3 separate regions of the Mus musculus genome follow, and all the other regions are linked to region 3. The links are chromatin contacts, called in public HiCAR-type maps. All regions are on one chromosome and are shown on one strand. The core of a region is the stretch at or near the end of the contact, and the rest is flanking DNA. Distances in the headings are between cores, read along the strand shown.

Region 1 (3,286 bases), core at 62-2,561, 1.4 Mb after region 3:
TAAGGTAGAATACAGCAGGGTTGTCGTCTGTTTTTTATTTGCTTAACAGAGTTCATGTAGCTTAGACTGGCATCAAACTCACAGTATAGCCAAGGACAACCTTATGCCTCTGATCCTCCTGCCTCCACCTCCCCAGGGCTATAGTTACTGATGCCAGGTTGTGTTGATGAGGGCGCTGGGAATACAAGCAAGGGTTTAGTTCATTAGGCACTCTCCAACTGAGCTACATCCCAGTGCCAAGTTCTTGAGGGGAGGGAACTATGTTGGCATTCAGGGGTTTGTTTTGTTTATAACAAAGTTTAGCCCTTGGTGTCAAACATATAACAGATATTTAACATCCACCCATGTGTCAAACTAATACGGTATTGCACTTACATAATTGCTATATAGTGGTTAAGACTAAACGCAAATACAGCGAGGGAACCTGTAATTACTACACTTTTTATTTACACACAACATGTACCTTACCAGTTTATCACGACATTCCACTGCCAAGAAGTTGTGTTCCGTATGTAATTTTCAGCTGAGTCTTTTATGCTCCGGGGCAGGGTTTAATGCTGTTGTTTGTTGTCGAGGGGTATGAAGAAGCATCAAAATGTGGCCTTCCATGTACAAACTGCCACCGACAACATTCTCTAGCTTTGAAACCCTGTTGCTGAAGCACAAATGATAGTATGTGTGGGGAAAAAAAAAAGTCTAAAGTGGGGACCGTTATTGTAACCACGTGGTCTAGAAACTTTAAAGTTTCCAAGTCTTCCGACCACTTCAGGTGTGTGTGTGAGTTTAATAAGGCATATGCAAACAAGCGGTTGAGAACAGAATAAATCAAATAGATAATAGAATACTATTGAATAAAGAAAAACAGGGTGAACATGTGAATAAAATATTACCCATCATGTGCTGCCAGCATTTGTATCTATAGTACGTGCAAAACCAGTAATTGAACACAAGGAACTTAGTCCCGCTCAACGTCCTGTTACTGTCTAGCTTGTGCACCCAAGCTCCCCTCTCCGGAGTAGCCGAGTTGGGCGCCGTTCTCTTTAAGGTGTAATAGAATCCTGATTGCATCGATCACCGACTCTCCTCCGCTTCGCCACCACCGATCACATCTCTCTCTCTCTCCAAGTCCCAACCCGCTTCCCGACAACAACCCGGTAGTCCGCTACCTCCGAAGCTCGCGGGGCTCGCTGTGTGCGCGCGCGGCGGACCCCCCGCGGCGCGCTCCCGCCAGGCTCTCGGCTGTCGGCAGCGCGCGCGCGCGCGGCGTCTCGGGGCTCGTCTGGCCACGCCTGGAGCGCGGGCTTTGATTGGGCCGCCGTTGTTGTAGTGACCGGGAAGCGCCCGCACTCCAGTCTGACGGTTCCGGGCGCCGCACGGTCCCCCCTCGTCCCCACCCCTCCCTGGTCCCCCAAGGCCCCGGGCGCCGTCCGCTCCCCGCATGGCCTCCGGCCTGGTAAGGTCCCCGCCGCTACCGGAGCCGATCATCCTTGGGCGGCGGGACCGGGAGGAGGGGAACCACGCCGAGTCTGGCAGGCCTGGGAGGTAGCCCCGAGACCCGGAGCTCCGCAGCTCGCTCACCTCCCCGGAGCGGGACGCCGTGCCCGGGTTGAGCGGTGAGCGCTGCTCCCGGAGAGATCCCGGCGCTCGGGGCTGAGGCGGAGCTGGCTCCGGGACTCGCCGGCTGGGTTCCCGCGGCGCGCCTGCGTCAGAATCACCAGGGAGGTTTAAAGAGCGCGGGAGGCTTCGGCGAGCATCTGCAGCTCGGTGCGGTGGGCGGGTCCCTCGGCGGCTCGCCCTGGTGCCTGGGCTGGGGGTTCCTCCCGATGGTGGGGACCCCTCCGGATGGAAGCTGGGGCAGTGCCCGAGCCTCTCAGCCGGGTTGTAATGCCCACGCCTCTCTCGCTGCCCGCTGATGCTGCGGGGTCCTCCTCTTCGATCCCGGGGGACAGGCAACGTTGACGTCTGATGTCGAGAGCTGGAATTCTGCACCTGCTTTCAAACCTAACAACTTTCCATCCTAGGAGGATCCGATTCTGGAACGTTCTTTTAAAGGTCACAAAGCTGCCATCACCTCCGCTGACTTCAGCCCCAACTGCAAACAAATTGGTAAGTTGTTTTTGTTTTTGTTTTTCCTTTCTTTCTTCTTTCCTTTTCTGACAGTAACCAAAGCTCACTTGGCAGAAAGCCTTTCTTCCATCCCTGCCTGAGTGAGCCAGGCGCGATGGGATGTACCCGGCCACTCTGGGTCCCTGGGTCTTTGCTGGGTAAGGACTCGACTGGTCCCGGCCTGACAGACAACTTTCGTGAACTAACCACCAGGAGGAGTGAGTGGGAAGGGGAGGGGTTTGTGATCGGCCCGAGGAGGGTGGAGTATTGGCTGGAGAGTTTGTGAAAAGTTCTGAGACGAGCAGGAGGAAGTGGGGACCGACCAGTTGAGCACCACCAGAGGCCGGGGAGCGAGGGGGTCTCAAGTGACCCCTGGGAAACTCCGGTGTCGGAAAGGAGCCGAGCGCCTACATGAAAGGAGGAACCTTCTCGGAAGTTCGCCCCTACCTGAGCCGGGAACTCCAGCTTCAGGATCCGCGGCGCTTTCCCCGCGTGCTGGCTCGGTGGCCGCGTCTACACACGACCCGTGAGGATCCGGATGGCCGTGAGGTGGACCTGGGCAGGCAAGAGCTGCCTGCTGCTGGCCCTTTTAACACTGGCTTATATTCTGGTGGAGTTCTCAGTCTCCACTTTGTATGCCTCTCCAGGAGCCGGCGGTGCCAGGGAGCTGGGGCCAAGGCGGCTCCCGGACCTTGATACAAGGGAAGAGGATTTGTCTCAGCCTCTTTATATAAAGCCCCCTGCAGATTCCCATGCTCTTGGGGAATGGGGGAGAGCAAGCAAACTCCAGCTCAACGAGGGGGAACTGAAGCAGCAAGAAGAACTTATTGAGAGATATGCCATCAACATTTACCTCAGTGACAGGATCTCCCTGCACCGCCACATAGAGGATAAAAGAATGTATGAGTGTAAAGCCAAGAAGTTCCACTACAGGTCGCTCCCCACCACCTCCGTTATCATCGCCTTCTATAACGAAGCCTGGTCCACTCTGCTTCGGACCATTCACAGTGTTTTAGAAACTTCTCCAGCTGTGCTTTTAAAGGAGATCATCTTGGTGGATGACTTGAGTGATAGAATTTATTTGAAGGCGCAACTTGAAACTTACATCAGCAACCTGGAGAGAGTTCGCTTGATTAGAACCAATAAGAGAGAGGGGCTGGTCCGGGCCCGTCTAATTGGG
Region 2 (3,084 bases), core at 78-2,577, 1.1 Mb before region 3:
TCACACACACACACACACACACACGCACACGCACACGCACACGCACACGCACACACACACATGCACAAAGATGTTATTTTTTGATTCAGTTTATTATAAAAAAAAACTTGATACTTTCTGAAGTGCTTTCTAACATTATCTTTAGATAATATGTGGGTACTTAAGTATTGTATATTAATGATAAATGATGTATAGGTCACCTTTTCAAATTAATTTCAGAACCAATTATCCTCTTGTTTCTCCTCTAGCTCCATACACACACACACACACACACACACACACACACACACACACACATATATATATTTTAAAGTGGTGTGTATTGCATCTGATGACCAACTAAACTCTAAATATTTATTTCCATCTGGTAGAGTTCAACTTCTGCCTCTTGTTTGCTTTCTTCTTCCTGCCTGGACTTCATTGTTTTCTCTCCCTTCTCCTACTTTAAGAGAGTTGGGTTAACCCTATTTTGGGTCTAATAGTTTTAGCAGGCTCATGCTTTCCTTTTTTTCTAGGCTGTTTACAACCGTCTTTGCCAGTAAATATGGGTGTCTATGCTTAACACTCTCGACAAGCTTAAAGTTTTATCTTATGTGTCAACAGCAGCACAACTCTAAAGTTCTGACATCACTTGAACTAGAAAAACGAATTTGTTGTGCCTTTCTAAAATACATATGCAGATTTTTATGAGTTTCAAGGCTCATCTTCTCCCCCCCCCCAGCCCCCCGGGGTTCTGCAAACCCTAGGGGCAATGGCTTGGATTAAGCCGCAGGATAGCTCCAGGGAGCGAGTCCTTCCTTCCATTCCCTAGCGGAGCCTTAGTCTCCGCCACCGCACGCTCCTCCCGCCAGGGCTGCCAGCCAAGCCGGCTGGAACTGGGCTCAGATGTAAACATGGGGTACGCAAAGGACTGGGGCTGCGGAGACCGAACCTCAGTCCTGAGGTTCCAGCCACACCGCAGTAAGTGAGGAACCCGGAGCCCGCTCGGGGACTGGAGGGTCCCCGCTGGCCCGAACCGGGGGCGGAGCTAGCTCGGGGGCGGAGCTTTCACACGCGCCTCCTTGGCTTCTTTCTCCGCCCTCCACCGCTCCGGAGTCTCAGGCTGCCACTCGGGGGGTTTATTTGTTTACAAGCAGATTACGTCAGCTCCTCCCTCTCATCCCGGCCTCTGGGCACGCCCCCTGGCGGCCTTTCTCCCGCCCCCTCCAGCCCCGAATCTGCCTGCGTCACAATGGTGCGATCTCCGGATTGGCTGGCGTCCGCCCTCACGCCCCGGGTACGCCACTTCCTTTCCGCAGCCCTATAAAATGAGCTGCACGGCGGCGGCAGCTCTTCGCCCCTCGGAGCTGGAAATGCAACTCTCGGGATCCTCGGAGGCTACCGAGCTGGAGGCGGAGGCGGCTGGGGAGGTCCGAGCGATGTGACCAGGCCGCCATCGCTCGTCTCTCTCTGTCTCTCCTGCCGCCTCCTGGCTTGAAAATAACTTTTTTACTCTAAAGGAAAGAAAAAAAATCCCCTAGAACCAGTAGCCGTCCGCGCCTCGCGCCCTCGCTTCCTCTCGGCCGTCGGGTCTGGGCGAGAGCCCGGGGTGGCCGCTTCGCCGTCGGGGCCGAGCCCCGGCCGCCCCGGGCCACCCCCGGCCGCCGCCCCCATGCATCCCTTCTACACCCGGGCCGCCACCATGATAGGCGAGATCGCCGCCGCGGTGTCCTTCATCTCCAAGTTCCTCCGCACCAAGGGGCTCACGAGCGAGCGACAGCTGCAGACTTTCAGCCAGAGCCTGCAGGAGCTGCTGGCAGGTGAGCGGGGCGCGGGGACCGTCGCGGGTCGCCACTAACGGGCGCGTCCCGGTCGTGGCTGGGGGAGGGGGGGGGAGCTGGGCGGCGGGGCGCCGCGACACGCACAACAAAGGATCCGAAGCGGGGCGACGCGGAGCTGCGCCCCGACGGCTACCGGCCGGTCGCGGGGGACAAAAGACCCAGGGCCCGGAGTCCCGTCGGTCTCCTCTGCCGGGTCGCCGCGACCGTTGCGAGAGTCTGCGGCTGAGCCCCTGGGTGGCTTGTCGCCTCTGTGTTTCGGAGCCGGCCCGGGACGGACGTGCCAGGTCTCCGCACCTCCTGTGCCTCTTGCCCATTAATCATCGGATTTGTCACCGGTACAATTACAACCCAACCCAGATCTTGGTTTAAGGTTTCTTGGGTTTTCTTCCCTTTGGGGTTAACTGGCCATAGTGGCGTTGTCTTGCCCCCACCCCCCACCAGTTCCATAAAGTCTATTGTATGGGACCCCGTTGGGGTGGAGAAAGTAAACAGGTTCCCGCCCGCTTGCCTGTGCCATCCAGCTAGTTGGCCATCCAGGGCTGCGCGCGGGATTCCTGTTTTGGCGGCTCAACCGGTCAGTACCCGGACAGTGTTTGCCACAGTGTCTTTGCTTTCTCTATTCTGTCTCACGACAGCGAATTCGGTCCCGGACATTTGTGAAAGTTGGTGGTTTTCATTTTCGCTTCGCTAAGAAGCTAGCAGCAGGAGGAGGAAAGTACGCTACGGTACGGCTGCGTTGACTACCGTCCTGAGCATTGTTTCTCTGTTCTTTTCTTCCACAGAACATTACAAACATCACTGGTTCCCAGAAAAGCCGTGCAAGGGATCAGGTTACCGTTGTATTCGCATCAACCATAAGATGGATCCTCTGATTGGACAGGCAGCCCAGCGGATTGGACTGAGCAGTCAGGAGTTGTTCAGGCTTCTCCCAAGTGAACTCACACTCTGGGTTGACCCCTACGAAGTGTCCTACCGGATTGGAGAGGATGGCTCCATCTGCGTGCTGTACGAAGCCTCACCAGCAGGAGGTAGCACTCAAAACAGCACCAACGTGCAAATGGTAGACAGCAGAATCAGCTGTAAGGAGGAACTTCTCTTGGGCAGAACAAGCCCTTCCAAAAACTACAATATGATGACTGTATCAGGTTAAGATATAGTCTATTGGATGGATCATCTTATAATGGATGGATGAATTTGATTTTTTTTGCTTTGGGTGGGCTCCTCTTGGGGATGGATTATGGAATTTAAACCATGTCACAGCTGT
Region 3 (3,006 bases), core at 461-2,960:
AAGTCTTCTTTCCATTTGCTGAAACCATAAAAATGCATTTGATTTACCTTAAAAACCTCAAATATACATATAAGAAATGATATGTCAAAAGGATATACGCTGAGATTTTTGTTAATTGTGGGAAAGGCTGTGAAATTTTATACTTGGATGTGAGTTTCTGGGCTAAATGCCCAACGATCTTTTTATAAAGCATGCAGTGATTAATACTTTCTTTAGATTTACAGTGGATTTTTCTTGTTGGCCTCTCAGCCTTCAAAAGTGTTTTATTACATTACTGTGTGTGTGTTACATTATTTTGTGTGTGTGTGTGTGTGTGTGTGTGTGTGTGTGTGTGTATGAGAGGGGGGCATAGCTTGTATGTGTAGGTCAGAACACAACCTGTAGGAGTAGGTTCTTTCCTTTACCCACGTGGGTTTAAGGGGTCAGAACTGGGGTCACCTTATCAGCCAGCACATTTACCTTCTGAGCCATCTCACCACGTCCTCTAGTGTTCTTCTGTGACTCTTCATTCACGTGCTCAATTTTCTGGTTGAGTAAGGAGAGACCCTGAGGTATGTTTAGTTAGACTTTTCTATATTGAAAGGAAGAAACAATAGTATATAAAACAGCCAAGCCACTTGGAAGTAGAAGTGATGTGGAATAAAAACCTGCATAGAATTCACAAAAAGGAAAACATTTCTTTCCTTTTCATCCTCTTCTCCCTTTAATGGCCCACATCTTTGAGGTGGCTCACTCTCACCCTGTGTCTCTCCCACTTTGCTTTGTAAATTCTCCACTTCTGTTTGCCATGTTTTGACTTTCCCACTGCTCCACCTAAGTCTTTCAGGTTCAAGAGACATGGAGCTGGCCTAGAGGATGCATGGCTGTAACTTCCTCTCTTAGACCTAGTACAGAGTGCTTTGATGCATCCTATTATCCCGTGTAAAGGGGGGGGGTGGTGGGAGGAATTTGAATTAAAGTATCAGCATTATCATAGTCATTTGCAAGGAAACTTAACATGCATTACATCCCGAGCATCTAGGAACCCCAAAACCCCATTTTCTAAATGAACCATAAAAGAAACTAAGGCCTTATATCCCAGTTGAAAAGTTGGTAACTGACAATGGAGAGCTGAGAGCTATTTCCTTTGCTGCTGAAAACTCACTAGTTTTTTTGCGGTAACCAGCTTCACAGAATGAAAAGGCAGCCCCGTGTAATAACCCGTGTCTGTAATCTCAGCTCTAGAGAGGACGAAACGGGACAGTCAAAAGTTCAAGGCGCTTCTCTACCACACAGTGAACTCTAGGCTGTTCTGGAGTGGAAATGAAGGTTCTAGCTAAACGTCCTAAATAGTAAAACAAAAGCAGAATATACTAAAATGCGACCCAAGCACTTCACTGCCACGCTGTGGCTCCTTCTGCCTAGCTGTACCTTGACGTTTCCTCTGCATTCAACATAAGTGGCTGCTTCAGATTCAAAACGAAGTTTCTATAAATAGACTCTTGAAAAGGATTTGCTGTACCAACTTATACGACCCTTGCAGTGTTTCTGTCTGGTACCCTCAGCAGGGGCCTTCGTCAGGAAAGAGGGTTATCATTGTCATGTTCAGGGCAATCATGAAAACTTTGGTCTGGTTCCATTTGGAACCTTGATGGGACACCCTCCCGGTCTCTCACAAAGGCTACCTTGGCAACTGCTCAGAATGTAAAGTCCCTCAGCCCCTGCAACCTCAAGGTAGCCATCCATTCTCCCTATCTCCCTGATGTGCCGCCTCACTGCTCACTGGCACCACCGTTTCTAGCTCTTCTCTGTGAGGTATGAATCCTTCATATCAGGGTCCAGACCCAGGATCTGTGAGGGACAGCACAAAGCTCTAATGTTCTATGTAAAGGAACAGGGGAGAAAGCTTTTTATTTCTTCTGTGATTTATCTCTTAAATTAATATACACACAGACACACACACCACATATGCACACACACATATACACACACATGTGCACAAACACACATACACAGAGACACACACACTCACAGACACACATGGATTTTAACAGTGAATGCTGTGTTATATGAATGAACACAGGCAGGCAAATGCAAAGTTCTCACAGATGCCCTTGTTTGGCCCACAACTCCAGTTATCCTCACCTCACACACTCATAAAGAGAGGGAAACACACACACAGACACACACACACACACACACACAGACACACACACACACACAGACACAGAGAGAGAGAGAGAGAGAGAGAGAGAGAGAGAGAGAGAGAGACAGAGACAGAGAGACAGAGAGAGAGAGAGAGAGAGAGAGACAGAGAGAGTGAGTTTATGTCCAGGCATGTAGTGAAAGTTGGAATAGCCTTTGTTCAGGGGTGGAGGAGGCAGTGGCTCATGGAAGTGGAGGTAAGAAGGCACAGGACGGGGCAAGCTTCTATGTCCTAGGCCATTCTCCAGGGCTTTACCAGAGGATACCTTCAACACAAATTAAAAGATAAGATTGTCAGGCATTTCAAGAGAAGGTTCTCAGAGCATGAAGCCGCAGGTTCAGAGTCCAGTTTATGAGAACAATGAGGCTGTGTTTAGGGAGGACAAGTTTAAGGGGACTGAGAATAGTTATAAGCCAGGCCGGCCCCTTTCAAGATGCTTCCCTGGCACTCACACCCTCTGCTCTGCCCAGCTCTCTGTATTCCTTGATAATATGCTCCTCTGAAAACCTTGCCAGCCTTGGAAGATTCCCAAGTATGCAGTATGTGCTGTTATGCTCATGAGAACAATACCCCCCACCCCCCACCCCCATAGCCTGATGCTAACCCTTATGTGAATAAGCTGTATTCCATACTGGGTCCTTGTGTTGCTAGCCCATTGATCTTTAACTCTAATCAATAATTCTGTGATCATATACTGAGCCTTCCTGGAACAAGGATCCTTTATATCCATGGTTCTCAACTTTCCTAATTTTGTGACCTTTTAGTACAGTTCACCACAGGTTGTGGTGGCCTCCCAACCGAAAAGATAATTTTGTTGATTC

Evidence for each region. HiCAR-type assays count read pairs that join an accessible place to other places.
Region 1: a HiCAR-type map of astrocytes shows a contact between it and region 3, with 10 times the contacts expected there. The contact joins the promoter of Poc1b here to the promoter of 4930525C09Rik in region 3. A contact is called at or near these places in 8 of 39 promoter capture datasets (the 3T3-L1 cell line, 3T3-L1-derived adipocytes, cranial neural crest and 4 more), 2 of 15 datasets of contacts at CTCF or cohesin (the NIH/3T3 cell line and large pre-B cells), 7 of 484 Hi-C or Micro-C datasets (B cells, the F1.1 cell line, the G1E-ER4 cell line and 3 more) and 17 of 115 datasets of contacts at active chromatin or transcription factors (the 230-238 cell line, the NIH/3T3 cell line, astrocytes and 14 more).
Region 2: a HiCAR-type map of astrocytes shows a contact between it and region 3, with 2.4 times the contacts expected there. The contact joins the promoter of Btg1 here to the promoter of 4930525C09Rik in region 3. A contact is called at or near these places in 1 of 39 promoter capture datasets (cranial neural crest) and 1 of 115 datasets of contacts at active chromatin or transcription factors (astrocytes).

The regions. Positions count from the first base shown.
Region 1 is chr10:99,105,771-99,109,056 of GRCm38.p6, forward strand. It overlaps Poc1b (POC1 centriolar protein B), which reads left to right and starts at 1,312. Exons shown (of 12, transcript NM_027740.7): 1 at 1,312-1,453; 2 at 2,022-2,106. The coding sequence starts at 1,439. It overlaps Galnt4 (polypeptide N-acetylgalactosaminyltransferase 4), which reads left to right and starts at 2,365. Exons shown (of 1, transcript NM_015737.4): 1 at 2,365-3,286. The coding sequence starts at 2,645.
Region 2 is chr10:96,615,674-96,618,757 of GRCm38.p6, forward strand. Btg1 (BTG anti-proliferation factor 1) reads left to right here and starts at 1,328. Exons shown (of 2, transcript NM_007569.2): 1 at 1,328-1,799; 2 at 2,603-3,084. The coding sequence starts at 1,652. The coding sequence ends at 2,970.
Region 3 is chr10:97,713,062-97,716,067 of GRCm38.p6, forward strand. It overlaps 4930525C09Rik (RIKEN cDNA 4930525C09 gene), which reads left to right and starts at 1,711. Exons shown (of 3, transcript NR_130993.1): 1 at 1,711-1,794. The region is part of intron 4 of Gm10754 (predicted gene 10754); the gene reads right to left.